Linked DNA regions of Mus musculus: region 2 is linked to region 1. Evidence: chromatin contacts called from public HiChIP or PLAC-seq data. All regions are on one chromosome and are shown on one strand. Each heading gives the region's core, a stretch centred on a gene start, on an enhancer-like site or on the middle of the called end of the contact. The rest is flanking DNA. Distances are from core to core; before and after follow the strand shown.

Region 1 (3,653 bases), core at 837-3,336:
ATAGCAACATCATCTAAGGAAGCAGACTTACATTGCCAGACGTGGTAGCGCACGCCTTTAATCCCAGCACTTGGGAGGCAGAGTCAGGCAGATTTCTGAGTTCAAGGCCAGCCTGGTCTACAAAGTAAGTTCCAGGACAGCCAGGGCTATACAGAGAAACCCTGTCTCAAAAAACCAAAACAAACAAACAAAACAAATAAAAAACAAAAAAAAGCAAACAAATAAAAAAGACAGTACCTGTAAAGTAGCATTTCTTGCTTAGTTATTCTAACTTAATCTTCGATTTTGGATATGAGCAACCAATATGGACAGCATGAGTCTAAAATTGTTCACTGACTACAGAAAATCCCAGAGGGTCTCCATGTTATTTTGTGCACTGTACTAGCCTGCTTTATGTGTCAGCTTGACACAAGTTAGAGTCATCAGAGAGGAAGGAGTCTCAGTTGAGGATATCTGCTATGAGGCATTTTCTCAAGTAGTGATCAATGGAGGAGAGCCCAGCTCATGGTGGGTGGTGCCATCCCTGGGCTGGTGGTCCTGCCTGCTATAAGAAAACAGGCTGAGCAAGCCAGGGGAAGGAAGCCAGTAAGCAGCCCTCCTCCATGGCCTCTGCATCAGCTCCTGCTTCCAAGTTCCTGCCCTGTGTGAATTCCTATCTTGACTTCCTTCAATAATGAACAGCAATGTGCAAGTGTAAGCTAAATTAACCCTTTCTTCCCCCACTTGCTTTTTGGTCATGGTGTTTCGTTGCAGCAAGAGAAACCCTAACTAAGACATGCATTGACCTGGCTAAGCCAGGTGCTCAGATATTTAGAAAAACACTATTGTGAATATTAGGGGATGTAATTTACATTTAAGTTGGTAGACTTTGGGTAAAGCAGATTGTCTTCCAAGTTGGAAGCCTGGATATTACAAAAGCTAAGATTCTCTTAACACAAGGAGGATTCTTTAGCTTATGGTTTTCACAGTTAATTTACAGCACAGACTCTTCCTGGCCCCCACAACACTCTGCCTTTGAACTTGAACTTTGATCTGATCTTCTGAGTCAACAGCCACTAACCTCTCACTAGATTTTGAACTCACCAGCATTCCGAAGTCATTTCTTTTACACACACACACACACACACACACACACACACACACACACACACACAACTTCTATTTCTCCGAAGGATCGTGACTAATGCTATTTCTAAGTCAAATCGTGCTGTCTTCTTTCCCTAACTACTAGCCCTGTGCCCACTGACTTTGACATAAGGGTAAAAGAGGAAACTTCTGCTTTTCTCAAATTCCATGATACTATTGCTCCAGGTGACTTTCTTTCCCAAAGCCAGCTAAATGAAGACTGAAAATGGAAGGTGGGGGGGGGGGGGCAGGGGAGTTAATGGAGAGAAGATTCACCAATAAAGAGCGTGTCCTCTCAGAGAGGACCCTAGTTCAGTTCCTTGCGCCCATGTAGCAGGCTCAGAACAGTCTTATATTGGCGCTGATTAAGCCTGACAAGGTCGACCCCACCCCCAACCCCCATATCATTTTATCTCCTTTTCATACAATATTAGCACATTCCTACTTGGTGAACAGGAAGACTGATCTACACATTAACTTATGTACATCCTGGAACATCCAGAACATACAGAACATCCAATGTCAAGTATGCCTATGCTCTTTATTTAGTATTCTCCAAAGTATCTACATGACTAGATATGACAGCAATGTCAGTTTTCCCAGGGACACCTCCTATGCAAGGCTCTCCTCCACCAATTACCACGCCCTGAAAGTTAAAACAATTTAAAAGAAAATGCTCCCTATCCTGGTATCATTCAGAAATTAAGTCCAGAAAGTCTCCAAAGCGCTGGACTTGTGAGGAACCACTTCGCCTCGCTCCGCCTCTCGCCACGTCCACGCCCTCAACTGGCGGAGGGGCGGAGCCCTCCAAGCCAATCCCCTTTCTTCCGGGCCCTCCTTCCGCGCGTCTTTCAAAGACTTCCTCTGAACCAATGAGTAGTCAGAGGCTGAGCAAGGCCCCGGAGTAAGAAACAGAGCGAGGATATGATTGGTTTCTGGAACGCCCCGCGCCACCTCCTACGTGGGCGGACCAATGGACTGACGGGGGCGGGCTCTTCGCGGGCGGTGTCCTAAAGGCTGCGAGGGCGGCGGCACTGGTTACGGCGAGTGGCGACCCGCGATGAAGCCGGTGAGTGGGGCTGTCCGGGACCCGAAGGATCCTCGCCACGGGGCCAGACGCTGGACCGCCTCGGCTGCGTTGCTGGGCGGCCAGCGGTGCGATTCGCACAGTAACCGCCCTGCGCGTCGGGGAGGCTGAGTGGCAGATCTGTGGCACTGCGGTTCGCTGCCCACCTGAGGGGCCTCACGACGACCCTGCCAGAGAGGGCCAAGCCATTCAGCTTGACAGCTCAGATGCAGAGGCTGTCACGGCCGGGGTTGTGGGTGGCTTGATGCCTCAGATGCAGAGGCTGTAACGACCCCGTTTGTGAGTGACATCACGATAGCCACCCTCCCTCAGAAAGCTCAGGGCACTGCGTCTTGTTTCCTGCAGGTCAGAATCCCTGGGCCTGAGGAAGGCAGGGACGTCTAAGCCTGTTAGCATTTATCCACAGCAGGCTGAGAGGGGTGGAGTGAAAAGTCACACAAGCTTAAAATCTGGTTTTATAGGAGAAAGAAAAGGGGTCTTAGCCATGACTTGGAAGCCCCACCTGACATATCGTTTCTACCTCATAGCTGACACTCCACTTAAAGGCTTCATTTGGGTTCCGTTGTGTTTTATACCAAAGAGCAATCCAAAGAAACCGCAATCTATAATTTCAGCCAGTTATCACCTGTTCCTCCAGCAAGACCTTTCTAGAAGAGCTTGAAAGCCAAGCAGTCAGGTGGTTACTCTTGCAAGTCTTGTGTCCACTGTGTCAGCTGCCTACCGACTGCATTGTTGCCAGAGGAAGAGTGAGCTATCTGACCTCTGGTATAGAGGAACTGAACACACGTAGAGCTCGCTATTTCCTCCTCTCTTGAGATCTACCTCCTCTGGCAAGCACAAGTGAGTCCTCTGTAGTCCACTGCTGCCTGGGAAGGGGTAGATCTGGATGGATGTGGGAATCACACAGCCGCAGTCTACTTTCTCCTTTTGACATTCTTTAAAACTAATATTTTTGTATACACGTGTTGTTCAAATGTCTGATCTCAGATGGTTCCAATTAGGGAGTGGAAAGGGTTTTTTGTTTGTTTGTTTGTTTGTTTTTGTTTTTGTTTTAGAAAGGGGATGAGCAGTGTCCACTGGCTTTGTCTCTTCTGGGTCATCTCTACTGAATACACAATCCTCCACCCTTCCACCCATATTGTGTTTTCTTTTGAGCCAGCCTGGCCATGTATACCACTGCTCTAGAACTTGTGCCTCAGTCTCCCCAATGCTGACATCAAAGCTTTGCACCATCATACCTGCCTTAGCTCTTGAATTTTCACACTGACTGCTTTAACTTCCTAGTCTACCTACAAACCTGCAGGTTCTTCCTTCAGAGCTTAGCTCAATGGTCTCTAAGAAACCCTTCCCTGTTCCCTAAATGCTCAGTCATTCCTTCCACTCTACAGCACATGGTTTCTGCTAGTTTAACACCTTTGCCATCCTGTAACCTTGCACACCG
Region 2 (3,725 bases), core at 523-3,022, 2.3 Mb after region 1:
AATGACAAGACTTAGAGAACAAAATACAAATTTCTTCACCCCTTCCCCCCACCCCCACTTTCTTCATCCCTGAGAAAGAAAACACATTTTCGAATAAGTTACTGAAGACATCTTGGTATACGTCTAAAGAAGAAAATATAATTTTCCATCCAAGAGGAAATTGTGGATGTTAAAGAGAATTCACTATAACAGTAGGATAATATACTGTTTTTCTGTTAATAAGTAGCTCGTCATGAAAGTATTATTTAAAGATCCCAAAGCCTGTAAGATATAAAAATTGAAACAAGTAATTACAGAATTACCTAGTATCTTGACCAAGGATACACAGTAAATGAGCAGAATTTTATGACTGGTGAAGCAAATGTTATAATATCTCCAGACATTTACATCTGAGGAACAGCAATAAATTTTTCCTAGGTGTAATTATAACTTTTACTCAAATCACTTTCATTACAACTTACAATTTAGGCATGCTATTTCTCTAAACAAATGCAGTATCTATGCTAGGAATGACTGCAAGTCAACGTTCAGTAACAAAAAAAAGTAACTGAAAAGTTAGATTTTTTTTTTAATGGAAACAATGGCATTTAAAATTCACGCCACAGAACACGCTGATGCTCAATGGATACAATTTTCACCTATGGTGACATTCTTAACTGTGAACTGCAGTGTTCTCTACAACTTACACTTCTGCTGCTATGGAGTAATCACGCCCCAGCGGGGGAGAAGGTGTATTCCTCATTTTTCTTCATATGACTACTTCTATTTTTTTCCACACAAGAAGATACTGTTTCATTGTCTTGTAACCCCATTCCATTATCTCAAACCTCACCGCTTCTGACACTGACACGCCACAAAATCCAACTGTCAAGTTTAAATATTGAAACACTCAAGAAAATGCACCTGAACGCTCCCACAGCTTCTCACAGCCCAAGGATCCTTTAACTAGCAGTCGGAGGGTTCCACAGCAATTAAATGCAGTAAGATGTGTCGCTTCCCTTCCGTGCTGAGGCTAAGTAGGCCTTTATTGTCCTTAAAAGAATCCTCCCAGCCTTTTCGACTGTAAGGTAAGACGGCAGGCACCCCAGGGCCGCTTCTGAGCTTGTCGGAACCTCGGCACCGAGGAGCCCCCCAGAGTCTCCATTCAGATGCCCCCTGTAGCACCGTCGCGAGGATCCGCACAGCAAGACCCGGCTCGCCGGCCCTGGGCTCCGGAGTCAGCCCTGCCCACTGCCCGTCCGGTCTCCGGGACGTCTGGCCGCCCTGCCACCCGAGCCGGCCCAGCGTCCCGCCGCCACCCGCCCCTCCCCCGCCGCCGCCGCCGCCGCCCGCCGAGCCCCGGGACCCACCTCGAAGAGCTCGGCCGTCGTGGCCATGCCGGCCGGCTGAGAGGCTCGCCCCGCGCTCGAGGCCGTCTCCGCTTCACATGCTGCGCCTCAGCGGCGCCGCTCACCAGTCCCAGCTCGGCCTACCGCCTCCGGCCCGGGCTGCGCACCGCTGCTGGCTGCCCCGGTCCTCACACAGCGAAGGCAGAGAGGGAGAGCAGCCATGAAGCGGAGCCGCAGACGCCTGTCAGCTGCCTCCCGGCGCCGCCCGCGCCGCTCCCATTGTCACCGCCTCGCACGCCGGAAGTGGGGCTGCGCGCGCCCGGCCGACTTCGCGGGGCGGGCGAAAGGAGCGAGCGGCGAGCGGGCCGCGGAGGCGCTCGTTTGCGACAGGGTGACGCGTCTTGAGCCTCGCGGGCCGCCGTCCCGGAAGTGGGCGAGAAGAGTATTCCAGTCCCTTGAGATTCCGGGTGTAGGTTCTTAAGACCTTCTGAGGAGTGTTTTAATCTCTTGAAGGGACCGGGAGACTTGAGTCACCTCACCCGGAAGAGCGAGCATCTCCAGTGAGCTCTTGCGGCTCAGGGAGAACCCGGACGTTGCCTGGTACAGCCCATCTAGAAGGCGGGGTCTACTTTGGCTGGATGGCGACCTTAGTTTCTACATCGCTCTGATACTTGGGAGGCTTAACCATGGCCCTGCGGGCAGTGTGGCTCATACGTCACGAACCAGGAACTCCACTTGGAGGCACCGTCAGATTCTCCAGGTAATTGCAAGTCTGGATCCTCAGGCATGATGGGTCCAAGGATGAATCTAAGCAGGAGTTTTTGTGGTGCGCTGAGTCTCAGCTGTCCCAGGAGCAGCTAGCAGGGTGCCCTTGGGCAATTTAGGCTTTCTACGTTTATCTCACTTTGTTGTAAGGAATGAGTTGCTTGTTACATGATGCTACATGTTTTCTAGTATTACTGCTATTGTATCTTTATTTATTTATATATTTGAGACAGGATTCATGTATACCTGGCTGTCCTAGAACTTGATACGTAGACCAGGCTGGCCTTGAATTTACAGATACCTCCAGAGTGCTGGGATTACAGGTGTGGGCCACGACACCCGGCTATACTAATGTATCTTTAAAATTAATTCCATCTGTTTAAGTTTGGTACAAAAATGATTGCTTAAAGAACGTTATAGTTTGCAGCTTCTAGTGGGTGAGCAAAATAGAAGTGTGAAAAATTAAATTACAGTCACCTTTTTATCCAGGTGGCATAAGTGGTTTGGTCCCACCTTTAGAATTTGCCATATCTTACCAAGATAATTCTATGGAGAGGACTCTGCAGTTCTTTATATTAGATATTAACCCCGATATAAAGTATAGCTGGCTAAGTTCCCCCCAGTCTATAGGCTGTCTCGCCACTTTGCTTGTAGTTTTATTTGCTTTGCAGAACTGTTTTGATTTCAGGAGATCCCATCTGTCAGTTCTTGAAGTTGTTACCTGTCTCTTGGCATTATTTCTAAGAAGCCTCTGTGTTAATGAGTAGATGTGTGTTCTTGGAAAGCAGCAATGTATGGTAGAAAGGTGACCAATTTTAAATCTCTTCGAATGTAAACCAGAAAGCATTTGAATGGTGTAACTGAGGAACTCAGTTATTAGGTTTTTGTTGCTGTGGTTTTGAGACAGAGCCTCACTGTGTACCACTGGCTTACCCAGAATTCACTGTGTAGACCAAGCTAGCCACAAACTCATAGATACCCTCCTGCTTCTGGTTTCCAAATACTAGAATTAAAGGAATGCAACAACCATGACCCCCATTAGTTGTTAGTTTTGCTTACATTTCAGTAACACATGTACCTGGTGTCTACCATACTGGATAATGCAGCTCTAGATACTTGAACTGTATGAATCTATGGTTTTCTTTATTTACATTCCTTAATGATAGGGTCCAAGCTGCCTCTACCTTTCAGAACAGTGCTATCTAGTAAACATCCTCAAACAGGGCCTTAGAACATGTCTGTACTGATTTAACAAAATACTGACAAATAGCTTCCCTGAATGCAAACAGAGTCATTAGAAATCAGTGAATTGGGCTGGAGAAATGGCTCAGCAGTTAAGAGCACTGACTGCTCTTCCAGAGGTCCTGAGTTCAGTTCTCAGCAACCACGTGGTGGCTCAAAACCATCTGTAATGTGATCTGATGCCCTCTTCTGGTGTGTCAGAAGACAACTATAGTGTACTCATATACATAAAATAAATAAACACTTAAAAAAAAAGAAATCGATGAATTTCTGTATTTCCCTGACTCTTATTTTAATTTTACCAGTAAAGGAGAACTAATTTCTATTTGTATACCTTTCTGTAACAATATTCATTAGACTCTTGAAATACCTTTTCTGTGAATTACCCTT

What was found. HiChIP or PLAC-seq counts read pairs in DNA pulled down with a chosen protein or histone mark.
Region 2: an H3K27ac HiChIP or PLAC-seq map of extraembryonic endoderm stem cells shows a contact between it and region 1, with 16 times the contacts expected there. The contact joins the promoter of Ap5m1 here to the promoter of Cdkn3 in region 1. A contact is called at or near these places in 3 of 39 promoter capture datasets (the C10 cell line, liver and pre-B cells), 1 of 484 Hi-C or Micro-C datasets (B cells), 1 of 115 datasets of contacts at active chromatin or transcription factors (extraembryonic endoderm stem cells) and 2 of 9 other capture datasets (adipose tissue and liver).

The regions. Positions count from the first base shown.
Region 1 is chr14:46,758,455-46,762,107 of GRCm38.p6, forward strand. It overlaps Cdkn3 (cyclin-dependent kinase inhibitor 3), which reads left to right and starts at 2,087. Exons shown (of 8, transcript NM_001360041.1): 1 at 2,087-2,194. The coding sequence starts at 2,186.
Region 2 is chr14:49,064,777-49,068,501 of GRCm38.p6, forward strand. Ap5m1 (adaptor-related protein complex 5, mu 1 subunit) reads left to right here and starts at 1,773. Exons shown (of 8, transcript NM_144535.5): 1 at 1,773-2,088. The coding sequence starts at 2,015. Exoc5 (exocyst complex component 5) reads right to left here and starts at 1,891. Exons shown (of 18, transcript NM_207214.3): 1 at 1,350-1,891. The coding sequence starts at 1,376.